Linked DNA regions of Mus musculus: all the other regions are linked to region 1. The links are chromatin contacts, called in public HiChIP or PLAC-seq and promoter capture Hi-C maps. All regions are on one chromosome and are shown on one strand. The core of a region is the stretch at or near the end of the contact, and the rest is flanking DNA. Distances in the headings are between cores, read along the strand shown.

What was found. Promoter capture Hi-C pulls out the DNA fragments that hold promoters and counts their contacts. HiChIP or PLAC-seq counts read pairs in DNA pulled down with a chosen protein or histone mark.
Region 2: a contact with region 1 is called in a FOXA1 HiChIP or PLAC-seq map of pancreatic cancer cells. The contact joins the enhancer-like site here to the promoter of Tube1 in region 1. A contact is called at or near these places in 3 of 39 promoter capture datasets (the C10 cell line, hippocampal neurons and pre-B cells), 2 of 484 Hi-C or Micro-C datasets (both in cortical neurons), 1 of 115 datasets of contacts at active chromatin or transcription factors (pancreatic cancer cells) and 2 of 9 other capture datasets (adipose tissue and liver).
Region 3: a promoter capture Hi-C map of cranial neural crest shows a contact between it and region 1. The contact joins the promoter of Mfsd4b1 here to the promoter of Tube1 in region 1. A contact is called at or near these places in 5 of 39 promoter capture datasets (the C10 cell line, HPC-7-derived erythroid cells, cranial neural crest and 2 more) and 1 of 115 datasets of contacts at active chromatin or transcription factors (forebrain).
Region 4: a promoter capture Hi-C map of pre-B cells shows a contact between it and region 1, with 8 times the contacts expected there. The contact joins the promoter of Mfsd4b5 here to the promoter of Tube1 in region 1. A contact is called at or near these places in 9 of 39 promoter capture datasets (the 3T3-L1 cell line, the C10 cell line, cranial neural crest and 5 more), 3 of 115 datasets of contacts at active chromatin or transcription factors (bone marrow-derived macrophages, double positive thymocytes and stem cell-derived neural progenitor cells) and 1 of 9 other capture datasets (liver).
Region 5: a contact with region 1 is called in an H3K4me3 HiChIP or PLAC-seq map of embryonic limb bud, with 3 times the contacts expected there. The contact joins the enhancer-like site here to the promoter of Tube1 in region 1. A contact is called at or near these places in 6 of 39 promoter capture datasets (cranial neural crest, embryonic stem cells, frontonasal cranial neural crest and 3 more), 5 of 484 Hi-C or Micro-C datasets (cortical neurons, myocytes and uterus), 10 of 115 datasets of contacts at active chromatin or transcription factors (astrocytes, bone marrow-derived macrophages, cardiomyocytes and 7 more) and 2 of 9 other capture datasets (adipose tissue and liver).
Region 6: an H3K4me3 HiChIP or PLAC-seq map of bone marrow-derived macrophages shows a contact between it and region 1, with 5 times the contacts expected there. The contact joins the promoter of Mfsd4b4 here to the promoter of Tube1 in region 1. A contact is called at or near these places in 8 of 39 promoter capture datasets (the 3T3-L1 cell line, the HPC-7 cell line, embryonic stem cells and 5 more), 4 of 115 datasets of contacts at active chromatin or transcription factors (astrocytes, bone marrow-derived macrophages, forebrain and 1 more) and 3 of 9 other capture datasets (adipose tissue, liver and macrophages).
Region 7: an H3K27ac HiChIP or PLAC-seq map of double positive thymocytes shows a contact between it and region 1, with 2.8 times the contacts expected there. The contact joins the enhancer-like site here to the promoter of Tube1 in region 1. A contact is called at or near these places in 15 of 39 promoter capture datasets (the 3T3-L1 cell line, 3T3-L1-derived adipocytes, the C10 cell line and 10 more), 3 of 115 datasets of contacts at active chromatin or transcription factors (bone marrow-derived macrophages, double positive thymocytes and large pre-B cells) and 4 of 9 other capture datasets (adipose tissue, liver, macrophages and 1 more).

Annotation. Positions count from the first base shown.
Region 1 is chr10:39,132,154-39,135,548 of GRCm38.p6, forward strand. Tube1 (tubulin, epsilon 1) reads left to right here and starts at 1,870. Exons shown (of 12, transcript NM_028006.2): 1 at 1,870-1,954; 2 at 2,053-2,126; 3 at 2,835-2,887. The coding sequence starts at 1,930. It overlaps Fam229b (family with sequence similarity 229, member B), which reads right to left and starts at 1,753. Exons shown (of 5, transcript NM_183254.2): 1 at 1,670-1,753; 2 at 94-225.
Region 2 is chr10:40,061,916-40,065,310 of GRCm38.p6, forward strand. All of the region lies in intron 3 of Slc16a10 (solute carrier family 16 (monocarboxylic acid transporters), member 10), which reads right to left. Among named protein-coding and RNA genes, the nearest start is that of Mfsd4b1, 38 kb to the left of the region's middle. Within about 2 kb of position 1,681, at least 24 of the 459 cell types and tissues checked have an H3K27ac peak or open chromatin away from gene starts, as enhancers often do. A contact at or near this core is called in liver and pancreatic cancer cells, where this site is marked.
Region 3 is chr10:40,023,477-40,026,871 of GRCm38.p6, forward strand. Mfsd4b1 (major facilitator superfamily domain containing 4B1) reads right to left here and starts at 1,792. Exons shown (of 4, transcript NM_144821.4): 1 at 1,417-1,792. The coding sequence starts at 1,440.
Region 4 is chr10:39,985,016-39,988,410 of GRCm38.p6, forward strand. Mfsd4b5 (major facilitator superfamily domain containing 4B5) reads right to left here and starts at 1,631. Exons shown (of 4, transcript NM_001113385.1): 1 at 1,367-1,631. The coding sequence starts at 1,510.
Region 5 is chr10:39,965,941-39,969,335 of GRCm38.p6, forward strand. Mfsd4b5 (major facilitator superfamily domain containing 4B5) reads right to left here. Exons shown (of 4, transcript NM_001113385.1): 4 at 2,213-3,395. Among named protein-coding and RNA genes, the nearest start is that of Mfsd4b5, 19 kb to the right of the region's middle. Within about 2 kb of position 1,776, at least 14 of the 459 cell types and tissues checked have an H3K27ac peak or open chromatin away from gene starts, as enhancers often do. A contact at or near this core is called in embryonic limb bud, where this site is marked.
Region 6 is chr10:39,897,518-39,900,912 of GRCm38.p6, forward strand. Mfsd4b4 (major facilitator superfamily domain containing 4B4) reads right to left here and starts at 1,689. Exons shown (of 5, transcript NM_001384225.1): 1 at 1,397-1,689.
Region 7 is chr10:39,791,538-39,794,932 of GRCm38.p6, forward strand. It overlaps Rev3l (REV3 like, DNA directed polymerase zeta catalytic subunit), which reads left to right. Exons shown (of 32, transcript NM_011264.3): 4 at 3,327-3,395. Among named protein-coding and RNA genes, the nearest start is that of Rev3l, 61 kb to the left of the region's middle. Within about 2 kb of position 1,909, at least 33 of the 459 cell types and tissues checked have an H3K27ac peak or open chromatin away from gene starts, as enhancers often do. A contact at or near this core is called in double positive thymocytes, where this site is marked.

The sequences.
Region 1 (3,395 bases), core at 620-3,119:
AAGCTGCTAATAAGCTGTTTCTGCCATCTTGGCCAACCTAAATGTGCCTACACTGAGGTCTTGGTGTGACTGGTATAGAAGATGGCACCTTACCTGGCTGTGAAGCAGACACATCTGATTCACTGCAGACTGAAGTTATCGGTGAAACTCATAAGGACTTTCTTACAACTCCTTGCTGTTGCGTGGCTTCTGGAGAATGACAGGAACTACAGCATGGGCAGAGCTCTGCAAAGGCCAGAACACCACGGGCGTTAGCACCAGAATCTATAGATTCGACCTAATAACATCACAGCCCACATATTTGTCCATGTTTGGCAAACTTTGGAAACCCCAGATTTGGGGACTTCAATATTAAGACCCAAAGTGTCTGACTACCTTTATCACAGATTGCATGCTTACCAAGAAGCGGGTAAGAGTAAATCCAGCAATTTCTAATTTTTCCTGGCTAAAATCTGCCCCCTTAGTTACAAGAGATGTAAGACACCCAAAGAGAAACATGGAAAGGCCTCTGCAATACATACACCCCACTACAACGTCAAAATTCACATCTTTCAAAACTGTGTAATAACAAACTAAGCTGTATCCTGGCGGCTGAATAAGGTATTCTAACCAATCAATCAATTATTGTGGCTCTTATCATGTTATATATCATATTACATATCATGACAAATTAATAGCAAGTATAATTTAACTTTTGCTAAATGAAGATTAAAGGTTTTGTAGTTTCTCAGAATTTCTGTGGAAAATATTAACTTCATTAAAGCATTAAAGTTAGTGAGGGGATTTGTGTGTGTGCACACTTATGGAAACAAGATGTGAAACATGAAGTGTTTTCCTTAGTTATCCTTCATCTTACTTTGTAAGACATTGTCTCCTATTGAGCCCTGAATCTGACACTCACAGTTTCAGCTAGACTCTGTGGATCTCCCTTCTCCAGCCTTCCAAGCCTAGAGTTACAGGCTCCCAGATTTTTGTTAAGTGCTGGGGTCTGCATTTATGTCCCCGTGCTTCAGAGACAAGCATTTTACTGACTGGGCCATCTCTCCAGCCTAAATTCTTAATTTAGTTCTTAATTAAAGCCTCATTTAATTTGCCCAGTAAAAATTCAATTTCTGAAAAATAACCTTTTTTTCCCCTTTCGAACTTCGTGCCCCACCCCTGCCTTTAAAAAATCTCGTCTACATTGTTCATACATCAAATCAAACGCCTTAACTTTTAACCCATCTTTTCTTTTCCTAGACCCTTGTTCATTGAATATTATGGCTCTCCTTGTCAGCGCCATGTAATATTTTAGGTCATATCTTTTGAGTGCATCGAGTGTATCTTCAATGGCATTGCCGGCTGTTGGAAGTTGGATTTGTGTAGATGTTTTGAATTATCCAGAAATCTTAAGTTTGAAGAGTGCATCGCTTTGGCCTCTGAACTTAGCTGTGGTATTTGGTCGGAGTGTACCTAGCTTCCCTTGTTCCCAGATAAGCCTATTTGTCTGGGGTGTCTCTGTGTTCCTCCACATTCGTTTTCTGTTAGATAACGACACTAGCGGGCATCATCCTGAGAAATCGGACCCACTGTCCTGGCTGTTTAGGCTGTGAGCCTCTCAAAGCCCGTGATCAAAGTTAAAGTCCCTTATCTTAAATGCCTCTCTGAAACCTAGTTACCCGTCAGTTACCAGGGCCTCCGGAGCTGCAGATGCTCAAGGATGTTGACAGGGCAGCTAGGATTTACCTGCCGGAGGCCCAGTCGCTATGGTAACGGCTAGCCGCAAATGTGCTTGCGCAGAAGTCCTGGCCGTAAAGAAACAAGGGCATTACGACATTGGCTACTTGCGGCAGCGACGTGACTTAAGGCCGCCCCTCGTAGGGCGTCGTTGAGCTCGAAAGCTAAGGCGGGAGTTTGGGCGGGAGTGCTCCTGCTGGTCCTCCCGGCGGAATGACCCAGTCGGTGGTCGTACAGGGTGAGCTACCCCCGTCCGCGGGGACCGGGTCGCTGCGGAGCCAGTCACCTGGTTGCCTTCCTAATGCACCTCTCTCTCTTCCTCGCTACTGGCTGCAGTCGGACAGTGCGGGAACCAGATCGGCTGCTGCTTCTGGGACCTGGCGCTGAGGGAGCACGCAGCGGTCAACCAGGTACCCGCCCCTCCTGCCTGTCACCCGGGCCTGCCAGAGTTCACATGAGGTTTGGGGAGGGGTGCTTTGGATCCTGCTACGGGGCCCTGGCTGACCTGGGACTTGCTGTGTAGATCATGTTCTGGAATTTGCAGCGATCCATCTGTCTCTGCATCCCCAGGACTACCACTATCATGCCCAGATTACTTGGGCTTTTTAATCAGTACCATAAATTGCATAGGATCTTCTCATACCGGTCGTGGCTAGTTTCTTTTTAAACGTGTTGCTGTAAGTCACAGGCAGAAGGCACTTGTCAGGAGTTTGGTCTTAAGTTTCCCTGATCTTTAGCAGTCTCCTCCTCCTCCTCCTCCTCCTCCTCCTCCTCCTCCTCCTCCTCCTCCTCCTCCTGTTGTTGTTGTTGTTGTTGTTGTTTTGAAAGACAGTAGATGCTATAGATGAAAGCACTATAAAGTAGGTAAATACATCAAACGACCAAGAATCCCAAGAAATTCCCACTTGGAGTACCAGCTGTATAATCCTACAGGGTGTGCTTTTTTCATCACTGTTAAACTTAGTCAGGGGTTCTCTTGGCATTTTACCTTTAGATGTAATTGGAAGAGTCGACCTAGGTTTCTTTTTCTTAGAGCCCCTTCAGCGTTGTAGAGTTGCTACAGCTAAAAGGGTTTTAGAGAAAATAAACGTAAATGCTATAGTTTGTTTTGTTTCTAGAAAGGAATTTATGACGACGCTATAAGCAGCTTCTTCAGGAATGTGGATACCAGGTAAGTGGGTGAGTCTGTCTCCGCTTGGTAGGACGCCTCCTTTCCCTGTCAGCAGAATCTTAGAGGATAAGGAAACAGTTGCCAGCTAGGACGGTGTCTGCTGTTCTGATCAAAGCGTATTCTCATAGCCCATTTTCATACCATTCTGCAGAACAGCGCGCTTCCTTGATAGACTTCCGTAAGAAGCCAAAAAGAACCTTTAAAGGGACTCCCAGTAACTTTGAAAACCTGACGTTTTCACTGAGGGTGCCTGCCCACTATGGTATGAGTCTAGCGGGGGCCAGGTTTTGAAAGATTATTTTGCATATTACTTGCCCTCAGAGTATGCAGAAATGAAAGAGGTGGAAACTGCTCACAATGTGTGTTACTTTTCGTTTAGTGTAAGATACAGATGTTAGAATCCTTTTGACATTTGAGATATGCCTGGGTCTTTTAATGTTAAATCATTAAGTTTATCCGTTTTCAAAGTTCTCTATAAACCAGCTGTAGTGGACTTATCCTGACAATT
Region 2 (3,395 bases), core at 431-2,930, 930 kb after region 1:
ATGCCCCAGTGTCTGTCACCTACAGCTGTTGCTGCTCATTGTGTTCTCTAGAAGGATGACAAGATTCCAGTCAGCGTTTTTCACGGTTTGCCAGGTTTGGGGCAATTTTGATTTCTCAGTCAACTATCTGTCCATGCTCCTGAGATGCGCATCATCAAACTGGAAAGAACAGGTAAGCATGTACATTTGCTTAAATTCTACAGTAAATTCTTTGTGGGGAAAGAAAACCTGTATCTCAAGTTTACATGGCTCAGCTAAAACTGGCTAATGAGTGCTTTGAAATGTTTGGGTGACTCTGGAATTCAAAGGGACTTTAACTCCCTGCTTCCTAACGGGGAGTGCATTTCTCAGGCCAACACAGCAGAGATCAGCAAGCAGCGTGAGCCTCCTGCTTCTTGTTTGCATGAGGTTGAGAATAATTTCTAAAAATACACTCATCTTTCTGGGCATGGTGGCACACACCTGTATCTCAGTACTTGGGAGAGACAGAAGCAGGAGAATTGCCACAACTTCAAGGCCAGCTTTGTCTACTTAGTTTCAAGCAAGCTATGTGTTTAGTCCTTGTATTAAAAACCTAGAATAAGGGGCTGTAGATATGGCTCAGGGGTTAAGAGGACTTGGGTTCAGTCCCTAGCACCCATATAGTGGCTCACAACCATCAGTAACTTCAGTCCCAGGGGATTTTTTTGATGCCCTCTTCTGACCTCTCAGGCACCAGGTATACAAGTGGTACATAGACATACATGCAAGAAAAACATTCAGACACAGAAAATAAGTGAACCTAACAGATAAATAAATTTAAAAGTTAAAAAAAAAACTATGTGTATCTCTGTCTAAAAGTGTTAAAAAGCTATCCTATAATTCTAGAAGAGCATGCAGTTTAAATATATTTTCTTTTTAACTGAATGTGGCTTGAGGAGGAAGCACAGTTCTACTGCACGGTCCAAGCCATCCGCATTCTCAAATTCTTCTGCCTCCAGAGTTCAGGAGCATAGCCGGCAGTCTTTCTTTAACAGGCAAAATCAAAGAAAAGAGCCTGGCTCCTTTAAAAGACAAAACAAAACTAAACTGTACCTTTGAAAGGGAGTAGAAACCCTGCTAAGAGTCGTTAATAGTTAATCTCAGAATTAGTCACAAAGCCAAACTTTAAGCTACCCTCTGGCTTCAAAGCTGGATCGTTGGAAATCTGAATGGAACGGGCTTAGTGCTTCTTTTTACAATTTTGTTTTCTCTATCTTTGTTTTTGGTTTTTAAAAAGGGAAATTTAGAAGTAAATTAGAAGGAAGTTTGGCAAGAGAACTACATACTGGCTTCCCTAGCCATGGGAGGTGGTTACAAAGGTGGGCCGCAGCTAGCTGCAGAAACGTATTCTGATAAAATGAAGCCTTTTATACCAAAACACTCAACTACAACTTTATGGACAGAGTAGGAGAGCCAAGGATCTGATAAGCCACAAAATGTCATTTTGGTGCATTCCCTCGGACCAACTGTGCTTTGAGATCAACTCACAGATGTGCTGAGAAGGAAGCCCGTCCCTGCTTGCTGCCACCTTAAGGACTAACATCTTTAGGTTGCCCAGGGTTGTTTTCAGATTCTGAGTAGCTCCTGCTTCCTCAGCAGCTGACTCAGATGGAAGCTGACCTTCGGCCTGCCCTGCGGGGACTGCAGGAGGCATCACTGCTGATTATGTTTGTTTTTTTAAACAACCAGTCTTTCCATTTCATTTAAATGGGTTTCCATGGTATTGATAATGGCACAGCACCATTAAGACACGAAAAACAACTGGAAAAAAAAAAGCTTTCTGGAATAAAGATCACTTAATGGATTACTTAATAGATTACTTAATGGGTGGAAAAGAGGTTTTTTTTTTTAAAGTCCAATTTTGAAAACATTTTCTAAGTAAACATTTTTCTAAAAGCATCTACCCCCCTTAAAAACAGTAATTTCCTCTGAGTAAAAAGACTATATATACTTATATTTGCAAATATATTTCTTTGACAGCATCACTTAGATAATATCAAGATTCAGTAAGATTTAGAATTTCTGGTTGAGTAATTAACCAAACCCACTTTGGATTTTTAGATGCCTGGTAAATAGCCTTTAAATGTATTTGAATGGTGGTAGCTCGACTACTTAGCACTCAGCTGCCTGAGGGTCCATCTCCAGCACTGCAGGAAAATGATAGCCTTGGATTCAAATGATCTTGGATTTTAGAATTTTAAAGAAGACTTTAGGTTTTTTAAGTAAGTTGATAGTGGTTACTCTGTCACTGTTTATGCCAGGTATTTTGAAAGTTACCAAACACTGTAGGCTGCTGGTATGGTCGCTCTCGGAGCTCAAGCAGTAGAATATGGACCTTTATGCAGGCAGTCTCAGGGGGAAAATACCACCACCACCACAATTTCTAATTCTTTGTGGATGACAAAAGGCGTTGTTTAGCCTATTATCTCTAGAGTGTCACTGAGCCCACTCAGCTCTGATTTCGATTCTGTAAAGTTTCTTCTTCTCAGAGCATCATATTCACACTCTAGGATTCCTAGGTCCTAGCTAGTGCACAGGAGCACATTGAGTTGTGAATTCAGTGTTCATCTGTGACTGTCAAGATGGCACTGGGCTCAGCCACAGAGGACAGCCAGGGTATAAGGAGGGGCAGTCAGAGAACACAAACAGCTACAGAGACTTCATAGCTAGGGACGTGGTGGTGAGCCGGCTTGTTGAGGGATCTCACATTTCCACAGCTCACATTGACTAAGACAGAGGAGAGGAGAGGAATGTGATCTTTTAGTTTACTCTTACTACCTGGTGATAAAGTCTTCTCCTGGCTAAATAACCAACTGGTGTGGTTATAGGACCTTTCGTCAATAGCACATTCACACAAACTTGGAAAAATAGTTCAGAGTGAACAAAGGCAAGAGAAGCCAGCTGAGCTTGGCATCTGCAAGTTAAGACAGACTTCACGCTAACCTCGGAAAGGATGAGATCAGCTCACTACCAAGTCCCTAGGATTCAGGGCAACAGTAACGTTACCTTTTAAAACGTTCCTGGCAATGGTATCAATACGCCAGATTATCATATAAACCCTTCCAATTAGCTCTATTTCCCCTTGAATGGCAAAAGATTCATAAATAGTTAGTTATTAAAGTATTATTTAGTTAAGGCTTTTCTGATTTAGAAGTTAGTTCTTATTAAGTAAGCTGGGCTTTGTTGTTGCTGCTGCTGTTGTTGCCTAAGTTTGATGGGATTTGGCTTGTTTGGAGTGTCACTATGTGTCATCTCAGACTGGCTTTGAATATGTGGTCCTCCTCACACAGCTTCCCAGGTGCAGAGACTACAGACACGCGCCATCATTAGCTGCTTTCTAGGATTTTTTCCCCCAACTAGGCCTCTAGCTCTTA
Region 3 (3,395 bases), core at 542-3,041, 890 kb after region 1:
AGAGTCATGAATGTTTTTCTGTACCCATAGAAACTTATGTAACAAAACATGAGGAAAGCTTAAAGAACTATGAAAAATAACCTGCCATTGACATTTTCAATTCCACAAATGGACCAAATAGAAAGAGACTCTTGGGTAGGACACTGTAACTGACCTTAACGTCAACAAACTACAAACTAAGACAAAGTTCAGGAGAAAGGGACTGAGCAGACAGGCACTCAGCCCACTAGGCTGCCACTGCCCAGAAATGGGCAACAGTGATAACTGACCTACTATCAAAATCTGCTCCTTCTGAACTTGACTTTCTTGTTCTGTCTTTAAGTCCTGACTCAGATGTTCCTGCAACATCACTTTGTATAAAGAAGAAGCAAAAATGAACTTTTCCAGCTTTTTCTTTTTAATAGGAGTAACAAGACCTACAGGCTAATAAATTGGAACTTAGAAGAAATCCCTTAACTAAAGCTTCTAATTGACTTACATTTCAAGAACTACCGATTCTAATTGTACCATTGTGCTCCAAAGTTAATTGTGCACCTTACCTAGACAGCATTGGTACGAACCAGAGTGAGCGCAGGTTCGCAATAAGTAGCTCACACACGAAGAGTGAAAACACTTCACGTCTTCCAAAGACTCAAAACCCAGCCCAGGGAGCGAGCGCTCAGTAAGCATCTGCAGGGATTTCTTTATCCCGTCCCATTAGTACAATCTAAGAAATGAGTGTGGCTCAGAGTCTAGAAGAGAGTAAGCTATTCTCCTCTGGGGACTCACCCTCTCGACCCTGTTGGCCTACAACCATGAAGTGATAGGGAATGGGGAGCTTTGCCACAAACACTGAATTGGGGGTAGCTCCAGGATCTGTAAAAAGCGCATACAGCCTTGTACTTTGCTCCATGAAAATCACTTATACAATGGAAGTTAGTTTGAAGAGGGCTGTACCAGAGTAAGGGCTGCGCTTGACTCAACCGCTTAAACATTTGTATGAACAAGAAAAAGTCATTTTGCTCTTGCCATTATATCTGTAAAATCTGTAAAAATCAAGCAGTTGGTGTAATTTAATCAAGCCACTAGAAAGAGAGCCCCCACCCCAGCCAAGTATTTCTCTGTATAATAATTAAGGTGTAGGGGACAGTGGCTACAGATCCTGGCATTCTCTTTTTTTGTCTCCCTAGTACTAAGAGGAGCCCTACAAAGATAGATTGTAGGGGGAAATCATGTTAGGCAAAAATCACCCGCGCTCTTGACAGTGACCCTCGGTGATTAGAATAGTGCCTATGTGTTAAGCGGATGAAACTGAAGCCCCAGCGATCAAGGTCACACAACATGCAGGCAGCGAATGTGAGAGTCCAGCTGGGAAGGGCAGGTCCCCTGCAGGAGGCTCGCGCCCCAGCCTGGGAGGGGTGCAGCCTCGGCTCTCACCAGCCCCAGGAAGGCGGCATACATGACCGCGGTGGAGAACCAGCGCAGCACGCTCCTGGTCCGGCCACTCCGCCGGGAAGCCACCGTGGCCTGCTCGCTCTCCGCCCGGGTCTCCGCCTGGTGGAGCCTCTGTGCCGCAGCCACCGGCCCGACGCTCCCGGTCTTCACGTCCAGCTCCAGCTTGGCGGCTGCGGAGAGCTACTGGGGGCCGGTGCACCCTCTGGGGCTCGGCACTCAGGCTCCTCCAGTCTCCGAGGTCCCTCCTGATAGCACTGTCCCCAGGGACCGTCCTGACTCAAGACCTCCGGCGGCTGGACTTCGACCCTGGCCCCAGCTGGCCACCGAGTTATGTTCACTCTCCATCTTGCAGAATCGTGGCGGTTCCCGTGACAGAGTCAGGCCACTAGCCAACCTGGAGTCAAACCGGAAGTCATGGTGGTTGCCTAGGAAACGGAGCTCAGCGCGTGTTAGAGCTGCTACTGCAGCCTAGCTACTGCTTCTATAAAGTGTGCTGCTAACTCTTGAGGGAACACGCCAGTGCTAGCTGGGAGGTCGTCTTTACACGCCCCACCCCTACCCTCCGTCCACACCTGAGCTTTCCAGGTCTTTTATTCAACTTTCAGGCTAGTGATACCTGCTGAAGCTCCGGAATAGGCTCCTGGAGCCACATCAATCCTCCCCACGCTCCTTTCTCACCTTAGCCCGGGTGTCCAGAGAGAATCCAAGCACAGAGAGAACATACAGTTCCCCAAGATCAGTCAGCAATCACGGGCCTAGTCAACGGCCAAATAGCTCAAGACACATGTGTGGGTTCAAATTTGTGGTTTCAAAAGCACGGCAGTTCAAATTTCCACAAATGATTAGAGCCTGGCAATGCCTGAGAAAGGCTGTACAGCTGTCGGGATTTGTTCCGTTTGCTATACTCAAGTTACACAACAATGTAACTTTATCATCTATCTGAAAAATGCTCTTTCCACCTGAAAACCTCCTTGATCTCTGTATTACTGATCACTTATACCGAGAAAAACATTCTTTCATAAGATGGTCAAGAAGAAAGCTGGAAGAATGTTTTGTTTTGTTTAAAACAAACAAACAAAATCAACCATGTTCCTGTAAATTATCCACTTGGAGAAAACCTGACTTCTGTTAAAGGTTGCTTATTATCTGATAAATTTTAATTTTAATTACAGAACAAGTCATTATGTTTAATGGCATTTTAAAAAGGCTAAAAGTTTGTAATCTGTGATGTCATTTAATCTAGTAGATATTGACATACCAGAACATGCTGACCACTCAGGTCACTGAGAAAATCAGGAAAATAAAAAATACGACAAAAAGACAAAATGTTACTGGCCTGTAAAAGAAACATTTATTTCCTCATGATGGGATGGGATGAAAAGAGAGCCATACACAGCTGTGCGAATACACAGCTTGGGCTGAGCCCACGGATTTCCGTTCTCTGTTCTATGTATCCCTAGCCCTAGGCCTGGAAACTTTTAGCCTAGATACAATCTAATCTAGAATGCTTTAGATTTGCTGCTGCATAAACTCACCCTTTCCAGTTCTTTCTGAACTCTGGCTGGCTGGTTCAACTCAGCTCTTCTGGCTCAAACTCCTCTCCAAGCTGACTGATTCAATCTGGCTTCTCTCAGCTTCCCACTGATTCGCTCTGCTTGGCCTCTAACAATTTGGCAATTTGTTCTAATCTTCTGGCTCCTTATTTTCTGGCTCTGCTGGCCTGCATGCACTGCACAAATGGAACGGAACTCATGAATGAACTCTGCTGAACTCAACTGCACTGCAGGAGTTGAACGGACTAAGCTGATTCACTCCCTCTGGCCCAGCCCCAGTCTCTTCGATGCTCCTTTCCTGTCAGTTGGGTGCATCCTATCTCTGGCTCATTCTGTCAACTCTTTCTCTGATTCATCACTTTGTCTGTCCCTCAAGTAGATGTCATTGATTGGGATTAAAGGTGTGCA
Region 4 (3,395 bases), core at 381-2,880, 850 kb after region 1:
AAGGGAATGTCTTGGGGAGAGCACACTGTGTGTTCATAGCAGCAGCAATCAGGTAGTCTGCGAGCATCAGGGGTGGCAGAGGGCAAGCCCAGCTATGACAAAGCTTTCAAATACTTGTGGTTAGTGGCTCTCCAGGTTCCCCTAGCTTATGTTGCCAGGCTAACTGCAAAAATAAGTAACTCTTTAAGTTAGGCAATTTTACAGGCAACTAATGGTCTTAATTGCTATTATACCCTAGACTAGCAGTTCTCAATCTATGGGTCATAACCCTTTCACAGGGGTCACATGCATCTCAGATATTTACATTACAATGCATAACAGTAGCAACATTACAGCTGTGAAGTAACAACAAGAGTAATTTTATGGTTGGGGGTGGGAGTTCACCTTAACATGTGGAACTGTATTACAGGGTCGCAGCATTGGGAAGGTTGAGAGCCACTGGTCTAGACAAAGGCCATGAAGACTTGCACCCTAAGCCTGTTGATCTCCTTATTATGTGAGTGTTGGCTTGTTTGATTTTGATCTGGGTGGCTCTCCGCAGAAACTTGTTATAAAAGAGTGTGCTCTGGTTTCTTAGTCCTCTCTACCTGATAACTGTCATAACGTCTGTCTCCTGTTTTTATTGGGTTACCTTGAGTCACAGATGTCTCTATGCGCTCATCCTTTGAAGGTATAAAGAATTTCATAACCAATCTGTTATTGTTCATTATGAATTCTATAACTGGACCAAACTGACCATGGCTGTCTTCACAGAAAGTGCCGTTTGTGCTCATTTCAGTAGCCACCTCTGATTCCCTCTCTGAGATCCTTAGTTACCTGCAATCACTCCACAGACAACTCACTTTCATTTCTCCAAGGTCACAATTACCAAAGGACCAAGGCAGGCCATCACAAACAGTGGACTGAAAAGAAGTCTAAGCGGTCAGTAAAAGTCACTTCTTGCTTTGCACTCTGCTCCAGGAAAAACATTTAAGGACCCGAAGGCTCAATTTAAGAAGGATTATCATAGAGAGACATCGTCCTGATTTTATCAACCTAACCAACTCTGCAACCTAGGAAAAGTCACTTCCTACTTGGAGTGAAATTATGCTGCTAGCTGGATCTGGTCAGGACCCAAGGAAGAACTCTTAGGAAAGCCCGTTTCTGTCTAACCACCTGGGACAGGGAGGGCCATTGGTACACACCAGCACAGTCCTCTCTCTCCCTCATACAGAAACCAAGTAAGGTTTGCTGCAGTTGGAAAATATTAGGGTCATCAATTTCAGGTTTGATTAAAATTGTAGCCATTCTCCCACGGCCCAGGGCAGTTCAATAATGTTGCACAAAGGCCATACAAAGTGCAGGCGGTTACAGCCTCAGCTCTCACCATCCCCAGGAAAGCAGCGTTCAGAACCACAGTGGTGAACCAGCGCAGTGTTCTTCCCACAGCCTGGAGCCCGTTCTTCCCTTGGGTCTCAACCTGGAGGAGGTGCTGCTCAACAGACGTGGGCCCGGACCCACGGGACCCCATTTCCGACTCCAGCTTGGAGGCTCCAAACAAAGGGTTTTTGGTGCGGTCTGGCTTTTTAGCAGGGTCCCTGGAGCTCTGAGCCCCTGTTCTGTCTGACCAGAAGACTTCTCCCAGTGCCTCCTCCCCCACGGACAGTCCTCAGTCAGGACCTTGGGAAGTTACACTTTGGACTGTACACGTGGTGCCGACACCCGCACCCATCTTGCACAGCCCCTAAGAAGACCGTTTGGCAGAAATAGGTCTTTCTCAGCAATCAGGGACCCAGCTTCTTGGGGGAAGGGAATGTGGTTGCCTGGAAGACCGGATGCTTTCCTGGAAGCACGTTCAGTATCTCTCCCACGTAAGCGCACACAGATGGACGCACTGGTACCCTGAGGGAGAAAAAGCAGAAAGCACAGCCTCAGAACAACCCAGCCAAGAGGCTCTGGGGCTGGAGAATGGCTCAGAATTTTCAGGGGTCTTGACTTTGGTTTCCAGTACCCACACTGGGCAGTTTGCAACCTACCGGTAACTCTAGCTCCGAGGGATTCCAACACTCTTTTCTGCAAGGGGGAGTCTCCCCTTCAGGTTAAGTCAGGACCCACCTTGCACGACTTCCCAAACTCCCAGTCCTGTCCATCAACAACTGAGCTTCTAAAGCTGCCATTGACCACATTCATGCTACCAATACCAATACGGGTTGAACCTTGTGGGTCAGCCTTCACACGGAGCATCTCAACCCTCCTGACACACAATCCACTTTAGCCCTGTGCAGCCAAGAGGATTATGGCTTACAGAGTACATAACAACTCGCCCAAGAATGGCCAGCAGATCTCTGCTATGGACCATGTAATAATAGCTCATGAACAAAAGCTGGGCTGGGGCTGTAGCTCAGAGCTTGAGTGCTTGCCCGACATACTCAGGGGCCTGGGTTCTGTATCTAGGACTGAAAAATACTTAACTCATTGGCTCACTCTCAGATACACACACTAACCCCAATTCCTGCAGATACTTCCAGGTACTGGAAGGGCTGTGAGGAATGGGAAAGGGCCATAAATGTGAGTCTTTGCTGAGGTACATCACCTGGGGGTAGGGAAACCAAGACAGATCTTTTTTAAAAAAGGAAAGAAAACACCAGAGATTTTTTTTTTTTGGGGGGGGGATGGCGGTTACATTTCAAGGCAGGGTTTCTCTGTGTAGCCTTGGCTGTCCTGGAACTCACTCTGTAAACCAGTCTGGCCTCAAACTCAGAAATCTGCCTGCCTCTGCCTCCCAAGTGCTGGGATTAAAAGTGTGTGCCACCACTGCCCAGCTAGTGACAGTTCAGATGGCTGTGAGCCATCAAGCAGTTGCTGGGATTTGAACCAGGGTCCTTTAGACCTGCAGTTGCTGTTCTTATCTGCTGAGTCACTGCTCCAGCAACACCCAAGATCTTAAAAAGAAAGAAAGAACAGGGAAAGAAAGAAAGAAGGAAGGAACCTAGGAAAGGAAGGAAGGAAGGAAGGAAGGAAGGAAGGAAGGGAAGGAAAAGAAGGAAGGAAGGGAGGGAGGGAAGGAAAAGAAGGAAGGAAGGAAGGAAAGAAGGAAGGGAGGAAGGAAGGAAGGAAGGAAGGAAGGAAGGAAGGAAGGAAGGAAAGGGAAGGAAAAGAAGGAAGGAAAGGGGGTCTCATTTTGTAGCACAGGTTGTCCTGGAATTTACTCTGTAGCCCAGGCTGGTGCCAAACTCATAACAATCCTCTCCTTCATCAACCTCCTGGTGCTGATGTTACAACCTCTATACCCAGCTTAAAGCCAATTTTTATTGGATCTTTCTTTACTGAAGCCAACCATATCCTTCTTAGCCTTGGCAGCATAAGTCTGCACTCGGAGGAGAGGAGAGAGATCAGAAATACAAGGCCATCATTGC
Region 5 (3,395 bases), core at 526-3,025, 830 kb after region 1:
TAAATCTTTAAAAAACAAAACCAAAACCAAAAACCTTCCCCTCGCCCATACCTTGGGTTGGTGATGCCCTCACTTTATACAGTATGCAAGGCATGTGTGTGCAGAGGTCTGAAGGTGATCATTCTGTACTTTATTGACATCAACAGCAGGCCTCTGCCTACACATGTACTTGTTTTTCTGTTTTCCCTTTGAATGAGAAAATGAATAAAAAGAAACGAGAAGGACATGACTGTTTCTAAGTGTGATGGAGGGGGAATGTTCATTATAGATGTGTGGGAGAGCATAGTCAGGGGCGAGGGCATCTGGGAGAGTCCAGAGTGAACATGGCCAGACTGAGCTGGACCATGAGGGGAGAGAAGAAAGGAGAGGAAGAGAGGGGAACCAGGTGCAGCAGCCAAGAGGCCAAAGGAACAGAAGAGGGAGATGGTAACCAAAATGTCTGGATTATATGGGAAAGAGCCTCTGTGGGAAGGGCAGTCAGGCCCTGGGCTGGAAAGTTCAGGGTAGAGGGCTGGGTGTGCCAGCCATACCTTGTAATAGCTAGGGATTGAGGGATGCTGTGAAACCCTCAGAGGCCAAGTTCACTTTGATATGTCAAAATAGGCATGTCAACAGTTTTCCCCCTGGGTTTGAAACTCTATACCTTAAGTCCCTTCTCTTTGTGCTTATGCATCCTGGATGTAGCAGAAGCAGAATGTCACATTGTCCTGTTTCTTGTCACTGAGCACTTGTCATATCACAGCTTGGGGAAAAAGTCTGCACACCAAGGTGAAAAGCAATGTCATGTAACTGATTCTCACCTGAAAATAACAATTGCTTCACAGAGCGATTTTGTTCTTGTCCACATCGGAAGACTTGTAGGGACCTTTGGGAACATGGCAAACATGCAAAGCTTTTGATGGTTTTCCACTGAGTATGTGAAATGCAGCTTGGAAACTGCTGGCAAACCTTTAGGCCACAGTGCATTCATCTCTTAAAGTAATTAGGGAGTCTGGCCCGTCTCATCCCCCTCCTGTATCCTGGGTGTAAAATTCGTGATTTTATTTCATTTTGTACCCTTACCACAAGCCCCAAATCTGTGGAGTCAAGCAATCATGAACCAGATTCTCCAAAATTATGATCCTAAATAACCTTTTTCTGTTTATAAACTGGTCATCCCAAGTACTTGTTATAGTAATAGAAAACAGTTCACACTTTGGTTTGTGGGATCCAAGTAGATTTTTTTAGTGTGGATTCCTAGTTTATTCCATGTTCTTAGCACCACTTTTCTCTCTCTGAGCTCCATCTCCCGAGCTCTTAAAGTAGATGCTGAAGGCAGAATCCACATTTAACAAGTTTCAAAGTGACCACAAACTGTTACTGTCTAGGCCTGTGGTGGTTTGAGTGATGGTGGCCCCATAGAGCCATTCTTGTTCCCCAGGTGGTGGAACTGTTTGGGAAGGATTAGGGGGTAGGGTGATTTGAATGAGAAGGCCAATAGTTAGTGGCACTATTGGGAGGTGTGGCCTTTTTGGAGGAAGTGTGTCACTGGGTGTGGCTATGAGGCTTCAGAAGCTCAAGCCAAGCCCAGTGTCACGCTTTCTTTCTGCTGACTTCTGACTGGATGCATGTGGATCACTGCCTGGATGCCACCATGTTTCCTGCCATGATGATAATGAACTGAACCTCTGAACTCCAGCTTACCAGTTCTTATGAAACCCAGTGTTATGTACAATATGTAGCAGCAGGTGTGAAGGGAGCTAACAGCAGTTGCTGTGAAGGGAGCTGTCCTGGGTCTGGAATGTAGCTAAAGGATAGAACATTGGCCTTGCCTGTGTAAGGCTCTGGCCTTGGTCCTGAGCACTGAAAAGAGCTGAACATCACTTACAACAAACGAAATCAATTCTCATCAACATTTCCTATTTACAGACATGAGATGATAGTATCCAAGCACACTGCAATAGAGAAACACAATGTCGGACAACATAAACCTTGGGAACCTTTGTCGGTTTAGTGTGCTTATGGTGTAATTACCACTCAAAATGGCTGAGAACCAACTGAAGAAACAACCCAGCCACTCATCTGAGGTTGGCCCACACCAGTGTTACCACACTCACATCGAATAAATCCTCTCATCCTTGACTCCCAAGCAATCAAACTACCTTCTCATCTTTAGCTTGGTTTCCCATGTCGCTACCGTCTCCGACCAGCAGAAAAGAAGCGACAAAACCGATGTCCTTCTCAAGGCAGTTTATTCAGGAACTTAACAATGTGCAGGAAGAAGAATGCCCCACCACTCTCCGCCATCCCCCTTTATACCCTCTAGTCCTCTCCCCATCACCCCAGTCCACGTAGGCACCGTTCATTGGCTCAGGACTACTTTTGTCACATCATCCGATCTTACGTTGTGGTGCATCTGCGCAATGCAGCTCAAGGTACGTGGCTATCTTGAGGGATATGAGGAAGTCAGGTGCCAGTCATAAGACTTGGCAGCAGTCCTGGGCGCCATCATAGGGCTGCGGCCACACCCACTCCTCACATTCCCAGGGGCTCTAAACTCAGGGAAGAGGAGCCTCAGATGATGAGAACTGCAGATTAACACGGTGCTGCTGGGGAGATGGCTCAGTGCTTAGAATACTTATCTTTCAAGTGTGAGGACCAGAGTCTAGATCTCCAGACACTGCCTAAATCCCAGATAGTTGTAGCTGTCCTTCTGTAATGGCAGGGACCCTCAGGGAGCAGAGACAAGGGTCTCTAAGACACAGTGGCTAGCCAGACAGGAGTGTCAGAGATCTTGTCAATTCAGGCAGTTTGCCTTAGTGAAGAACAATCAAGGTAAACTCTCAATGTCAACCTCTGGCCTCCCTAGGCATCTGCACACATGAGAACATGCAGACACATATGCATGCACACAAAGACATAGGAAAAAATAAAAGTAAAATCGTCAAACGTTTGCAATGCTTATGGCATAGCTACGACTCAAAACCAGTAAGAATCAAACCCGGAAATAATAAAGCACAAACCCAAGCTGTAGAGTAGTTCAAGGGCCTGAAAAGACACTGTGTAGTCTCCAGCTCCCAGCTCTGATGAAACCCAGTGTTATGTACAACAGACACATGCCAAAGATAATAGAAAAATAATGTTGAACTAGGTGTCTTCATAATCTTAATACAGTAAATAGTGATGTTTTCTTGGATCAAATCATGAGATTCAACATTTTATATATGAAGATGCAGGGAACTGTTGATTAGCCTTGCTGCAATGTTGAACCAACACTTATTATAAGGAGTATCATAATTTTATAGTTAGAATTGGTGAAATATAGCTTTAAAAATCACTTCTCAGAAAATTAGAACCAGAGTATATTATTAAATATATTAGATGGTTCCATGTTCACAATAGGAGCATATTCTCTC
Region 6 (3,395 bases), core at 439-2,938, 770 kb after region 1:
CAAACTATTCTCAAAATATATACTTATATTTTCAAATATGCTACATGCATAAATACGAAATTTAATTGCTAAAAATTTTTAATTACCAAGCACCAAATTTTGATTTTTACACTAAGATGCCAATATTTCTGGCACACAAGAAGTTGTCCCTTTGAACTGTCTAATGCTGACGATAAATAATCTAATCTACAGTTTTCCTCACACTCCAAAGCTATCAGGAGATGTAAGGGCTGTAAGGCTTTCTTAGCAAAATATAACACGGACAGAATGATTTTAACAATAAGATGTTACACAAGATACTGCCAAGAACTAAAGACTTGCGTTTTAGATGAAGTTCCTAAAAACCTTTAAGGAAACGTTTCTGAGTTTTGAGAACTGTGGATTGTGGGCTGGGGACACAGCTGGGTGAAAGCCTAGCATGAAGTCCTGGGCCAGCCAGCGCCCTGTACGTAATAAACAAACAACAAAACCTGATTGTGCTGCACTGTTCTGCTCCAACCCACGTGTGGTTTCCCTGCCCCAAGCACCAGCAACCAAGAACAAAGACCAGGAGCACACAGGGCCACAGCATGTTCATTCAGATCTTCCTGCAATCACTTGCAATACCTGTTACACACGAGGGGCTCCAGTACCTGCAACGCTTTCTTTCTTCCCTACTTTCCCATCAAAATAATTTTAAGAAACTGAAGCTCCAATTGAGGGACCAGAAGGGACTCCGTCAAAGGTTTAGCTCTCATAGCACTCGAGTCAAAAGTTATCACTTTAGGTCAGTGGTTTATAGCTTTCATCCCAGCACTCAGGAGGCAGGGGCAGGAGGATCTCTGAAATTTGAGACCATCCTGATCTACACAATGAGTTACAGCCATCTGGTCCACAAAAGGACATTTCGGGTCAGCAGCAGGTGCTACACTGGGGAACACTGTCTTTATGGCGTTTTTAGTTCTTGCACTTGAGTGAAGAAAATCATTTAAGTATCTAAAGGCTTGATTTAAATAGGGCCGTGTACAGGGTAAGCAACATGTCCTTGATACTATCATTTAACCAGAAAAGCCACTTTCTTCTCTGGGCCCTTTTTTCCATCTGCGAAATAAAGCAGTTGGTTGGATTTGGTCAGGCCCCCTCAAAGCTGCTTTTCTGGGATCAATTTAGAGCTTCAGTGAGTGGGTGAAGGGGAGCAGGCTCCCCATCTTGTATCTCCCCGTTTTCCGGAGGAAACTTAGCTTGCTCGTGCTGGAAACGTATTAATTTTGCCCGTTTTTCCAGATGACAGAACTGAGACTCAGGAGGATTAACCGATATACACCAGGGGTCACGCACGATGCAGGGCACTGAGACCACGTTCCCTGCAGGACGCTTGCTCCAGCCGTGGCCTGGAGGGTTTGGGCCCAGCTCTCACCAGCCCCAGGAAGGCGGCACAAAGCACCACGGTGGTGAACCAGCGCAGCACGCTTTGGGCACGGCCTTTCCGCACGGAGGCCACCGCTTCTGACTCATTCTCTGCGCCCGGGCCGGCTGGGAGGAGCCGCTGCCCTCCCGCCCCTCCGAACTCCAGCTCCAACTCCAGTGTGGCGGCTCCACCTGCCGTGCTCCGTGCACCAGGCCTCCGGTGTGCAGGGAGGTGCCCGGCCCCGCCCGGCCCGGGAGCCAACAACGCCAGGACCTGCCCGCGCGAGCGTGACCTGGGAGCGGAGCCTCCCCGCCGCGCAGGCGCGGTGTCCCTCACGGTAGCAGAGCGCCTGCATGGATCACAGGCCGGAAATAAAGCCGCCGGCCAATCAGGAGACTTCCTCAAACCGGAAGTTGATGTGGTTGCCTTGGGGATCGGACAGCCTGGCCCAGGTGAGAAGTCTCAATTAGGTGAGTTTCCCCGGCCTGGGGAATGTAGGCCAAAGATGTACAAGCTGCAACCCATGCACAAGACGATCCAAAGTTGCAAAACGTTGGAAGAAACCCGGCCTGGAACTGCAAGATGGCAACTTCCGCAGCCTCCTGGGTCACCTGGAAACCCGAAGGTCTTGTCTCTACATGATTTACAAACTGTTGCCCTTGCTCCTTAGACGTACAAGAATGTTGAACGTCAGCTTCTCACTGAACAGATAGTTATGGATCCTTACGTGTAAACTCACACGTGAAGTATCTCAGTTAGTTTACACAACACTCAGAATCCCACCGCAGTCCCATCTATAAATAGGAATATTAGGTTAGAGTAGCAGCTTCTAAAGGCCAGACAACAACCCGCTGGCCTTTACTGAATGGTGAAACAATAGCTAAAGAAAGAATCTGGGACAAAACGAGTTGCATGCACTTGCCTGTAAGACCCCCGAAGCTGGGCCTCCGCTCAAGTCCTGGGATGAGCTGGCCAGCACCTCAGTGACTCGAGAGAAAACCACACCTGATGCAAACTGCAAGAGGTTTTATTATCAGCTAGCTGAGGACGATGTCCCGATGTCCCTCCTCCGTGCAGGGCAGGGGAGTTTGACCCTTAGTGGTAACAGTAGGGGGCTTTTAACAGCTAGCTGAGGAATTGGGGAGGAGTTGGGAGGAGTTGGGAGGAGAGTTCTTCTCTTCTGGGTATCCTTGGTGAAATTTATAAGGCAGGAGTGGGGAGTGAGTTCTTTCTGAATTTTTATCTCCGTGTCCTCAGCACAGGAAGGCAGGCATCTCTGGTTGTAAAGTATAGAAACAAAGGCTTTTTGCTGGCTATAGAGAACAAAGAGCTTCTTTCTGGCTGTATTTTTAGAGATCAGGGAAAACAAGCTTGGGGAACGTCCAGGGGCTTTACCTTCCTGGGAGAAACGCTCTAAATCGGGTCCCACATGCCCACACTTATTTTAACCTGCAGGCAATTCCATTGTTGAATGGACTTGGACATCAGTCTGTCTTTGCCAAATAGCTATGCTAGCTGAAAAAGGAAAACCGTGTTCTTATGTGACTACAGATTTGACCACAGGGACCATAGCCTCAAATGTTATCACATTCTATTTTTTATCTGAAGTTCTTTTCCACTTACACTTCTGTCTCTGATATCCCTTCTTACTTAGACTCCCAAGCTACTACAAAACTTGGTCTTGTTACCCATAAACCAACTTTCTATCTTCAATCATACGATCATTAACTTCTTCCCTGTTTGTCTCGGAAAGGTTTCTTAAATTGGCGTCCAACTCCTCTCCATTCCTACTCTGCTTGTCTTCATTTCTTGCTTAGACTATTTCAGATGTTTTCTGATTGGCCTCAAAGTGTGTGTTTTGAAATTTTTAGTGGGACCTTTAGAACACAAAAATTTTAAGGGCAGATGGCCTAGTCAGGGAGGAGAGGCTCTTTTTCCCGTGAAGGTTCTATGCCCCAGTATAGGGGAATGCCAGGGCCAGGAAGCAGGAGTGGGTGGGTTGGTGAGC
Region 7 (3,395 bases), core at 659-3,158, 660 kb after region 1:
TGGAGTCTGGGGGCAGCCAGATGATTCAGTAGAAAGCCACTTGCTGCTAAGTCTGACACCTGAGCTGTATCCCCAGGATACACATCCTGTAAGCAGTGCTCCTTCAAATTGCCCTCTGGCCCTATGGACACATATAACAATAAATAAATGCAACACAAAACTTCCTTTTAAGAGCAAATTGTCTAAGTTCAACGTGGCTTATTAGTTAGGTGACCTTAGGCAAGAGCCTTCCTCCTCCTTTCTGCCATGCTTTCCTATGTTTGATTCTGATGTCTGGACCACCGCCACACTGATTTGCTGCTCCTTGTCAGTGATGGCTTTACATCTTTCAGTTGGCTCCACTTGCCTTCTTCATGCCATTTTAATGTCAATACTCATAATTTTACTTGGAATACTCATATACAGACATTTATACATATAAACACACCCATCTCTCACATATCAATTCTTCATGAAAGATTTCTCTCTCCATATCAAATGTCTTACCTCCCATCCATTCTTTACTTCATATGGTTTCTACCCAAACTAATCCACTGAATTTTCTGTTCACTAACTGTCGCTAAATTCATTTTATGTCTTTCCTTTTTGAGCTTGTGGTACTACTTAGGAAACCTTCAAATGACTGCATATGCTGGTTTCTGAGACTTTGACACCTCCTTTGATTATCCTCATACTTGCATGATCATTCATCTTGGTGCCGCTGCGTATTGTTGCTGTTTTTTCTTTCATATTGGTGATTGTTTCTTAGGGACTGCCTTTATGTCTTCATCTTCTCCCTTTTATATTTATATTATTTATTCATTTTTATGAATGTGACCTTTAAGTTAGTATGAATGTCTCAGTTTTCCTCTTGAGTTCCCAGTCAATACATGAAACCACTAACAGGGTAAATAGACTCTCAGTGTGCTTAAGACTGAGGACTCACAGAGAAGATGTGATGTCAGCTTTATAGCCTTTTCATTTTTGTTTGTGTGAGTTTAAAAAATACATTGTGGGCTGTGAATGTGAGTATAGGCGCCTGCAGAGGCCAGTGTCATTTGGTCCTGTGAAGCTGGAGCCACCCAGCGTGTGTGCTAGGAACCAACCTGGGTCCTTTGCAAGACTAATATGCCCTCTTAAGTACTGAGCCATTCCATCTCTCCAGCCCTTTTTGTGTGATCTTTAATACCATTTAAATTCTCTTGAAGATTCATCACTTCATTTATAAAATGTTAGCATGGACTTGTAGTAAGTTCTGCTTGAGGTTAAGCGTTTGTAATATATAACCTATTCAGTATATAGACCTCAAAAGTATGTTAGCTATGCCTTCAGTGTTAAAACATTATGATTGTTCCTGTTCATTTTCAGTGGGACCTCCGCTAGAATGTCCCACTATACTAAAACTAAGGACGTTTAGAGCTGTTTTTAATTTTTCTGAAACCAAAATGACAACCAAACCAAAACTACTTTTCTTTCATTCATTACATTTTCAATAAACACATGACCACCATTTGGCTTAATCTCAATTCTTCCCTAGCTTACCATCCATCTCCAGTCAGTTCCTCAGATGTGACCATGTCACCCTTACAGTTCTCCTGACTCTTTGGCAGATGTTTGTCTTATAACTATCAATCTAGGTTTTCCACTGTAGCCTCCTGATATGATTGTTTTGTTTGCCTGCTATTTACTTCTCCAGCAAATTATATACTGCTTCATATTTAAGTAGGATGACTGTAACCTGACTTCACATTTTAAGTAGGTTGTCTATAATCTGACTTCAGGCATTTCTTTCAGTTTTGACACTAGACTACATACAGTATCTATGGCTTCCCTTCCTGAATATACTGCTTTCTTATAACCTTTACTGTACCCTACTATGTTAATGTGAAACACTCTTCCCTCTCTTCAGAGAGTTGAACCTGTGGTTTGTTTAACTTCCTGCTTAGACTACTCACAGAGGCCTTCCGGAGACACCTCTGCCTCTCAGTTCTTGGCATAGGACTTTTTTTGATGTGCATTGTTGATGTTGCTTATGTTCCCTATTATGAAGGAACTAGCATTTCCATGGTAACACTGTCTCTAGTGGTGGACTTATGGTTGATATTTCTTTGGGGAATTTTTAGTGGTGTATATGAAGTTATTTCTGTATTTTTTTTTAATATTGGAAAGCAGAAAAAGATTTATCCAATGTTGCCACAATTGAGATGAGGGACCAAGACATCTAGCTAGGAAACCCTCTCCTCTTACATACCAGTTTATTTTCAACATCCTGAAGTAAGAGTAAACTTTAGAAAGTGAATATATACACATTTAAACAGTTTTACTCAAGGTGTGACACAGCCCACCATTGACCTCATTGACTAGGCCTGAGTTTCATCCTTTAAATTAGTCAGACACGTTGTTAGAACTGTGTGAATTCTTTTCTAGAGACAAGTTTCCTATACAGTTGGTGCCTTTTTCTTCCCCCAGCATGAAATTTCTAGGGGACTCCCTCCTCACTTTGGTAATTCTTTGTTTTAGTAGTCTGAGACTCAGTAGTGTGAGACTCACAAGTGTCTTTTTAAAATGTCTTCATTTGTCAAGACCAGTTACAGTTTTTCGTTTTCTGTTTAATACCTACATCTAAAAAGAATGCAAGTAGGAACTAAGGTTAGAACATGTTTAATTAGTGCCAAGTAGCCACGTATAAGAACCATTTTGGGGGGCTAGAAAGATGTCTCGGCAGTTAAAAGCATGTGTCGCTCTTGCAGCAGACCCAGGTTTGATTCCAAGCCACCCACATGATGGTTCATACCCATCAGTAGCTCCAGCACCATGGGATGTCCTCTGACCTCCATGCAAGTACACTTAGTAGACAAAAATATCTGAAAGGAAACACTTGTGCACAAAAAATAAGTTAAAAATTGTTTTAAATAAAAAAATTTGGAAAAAAAAAACCTGTTGGCTTTTAGTTACCTTTGGAAGGGCTGGCTCCATCTTGGTAATCTAAGATGGGATCTTGTTGGAAGCCTAGGCAGACCACAGGCCTCCTTCCTGCTTTGCCTTGCCGAGTGCTCAGAGTATAGGCAAGCACTGCCAGGCCTAGGATGAATTTCTCTAATGCTTTTCTTAGGTGGTTTTAATTTTTTCCCATTTAATCCATGAATTGTTTTTTTTCATTGAGAAAAATTCATTTTACTTTAAGACTGTGGTTTAAACTTTTAACTTGAAATAAAATACATATTTCTAGAAAAAATGAAATGAAAATTTTAAGTATTAGTGGGAATTTCTTTTGTCTTCTATATTTCTGTAATCATTGCTTCATTTGATAATGAACATAATTCTCTAACTTTCTTTTTCTAATTTAGGATATGTGAACTTTTGCAAAGCGGAGCCATAATGAATAAATGTTACCAGCCTCATGAAGCGCATATTCC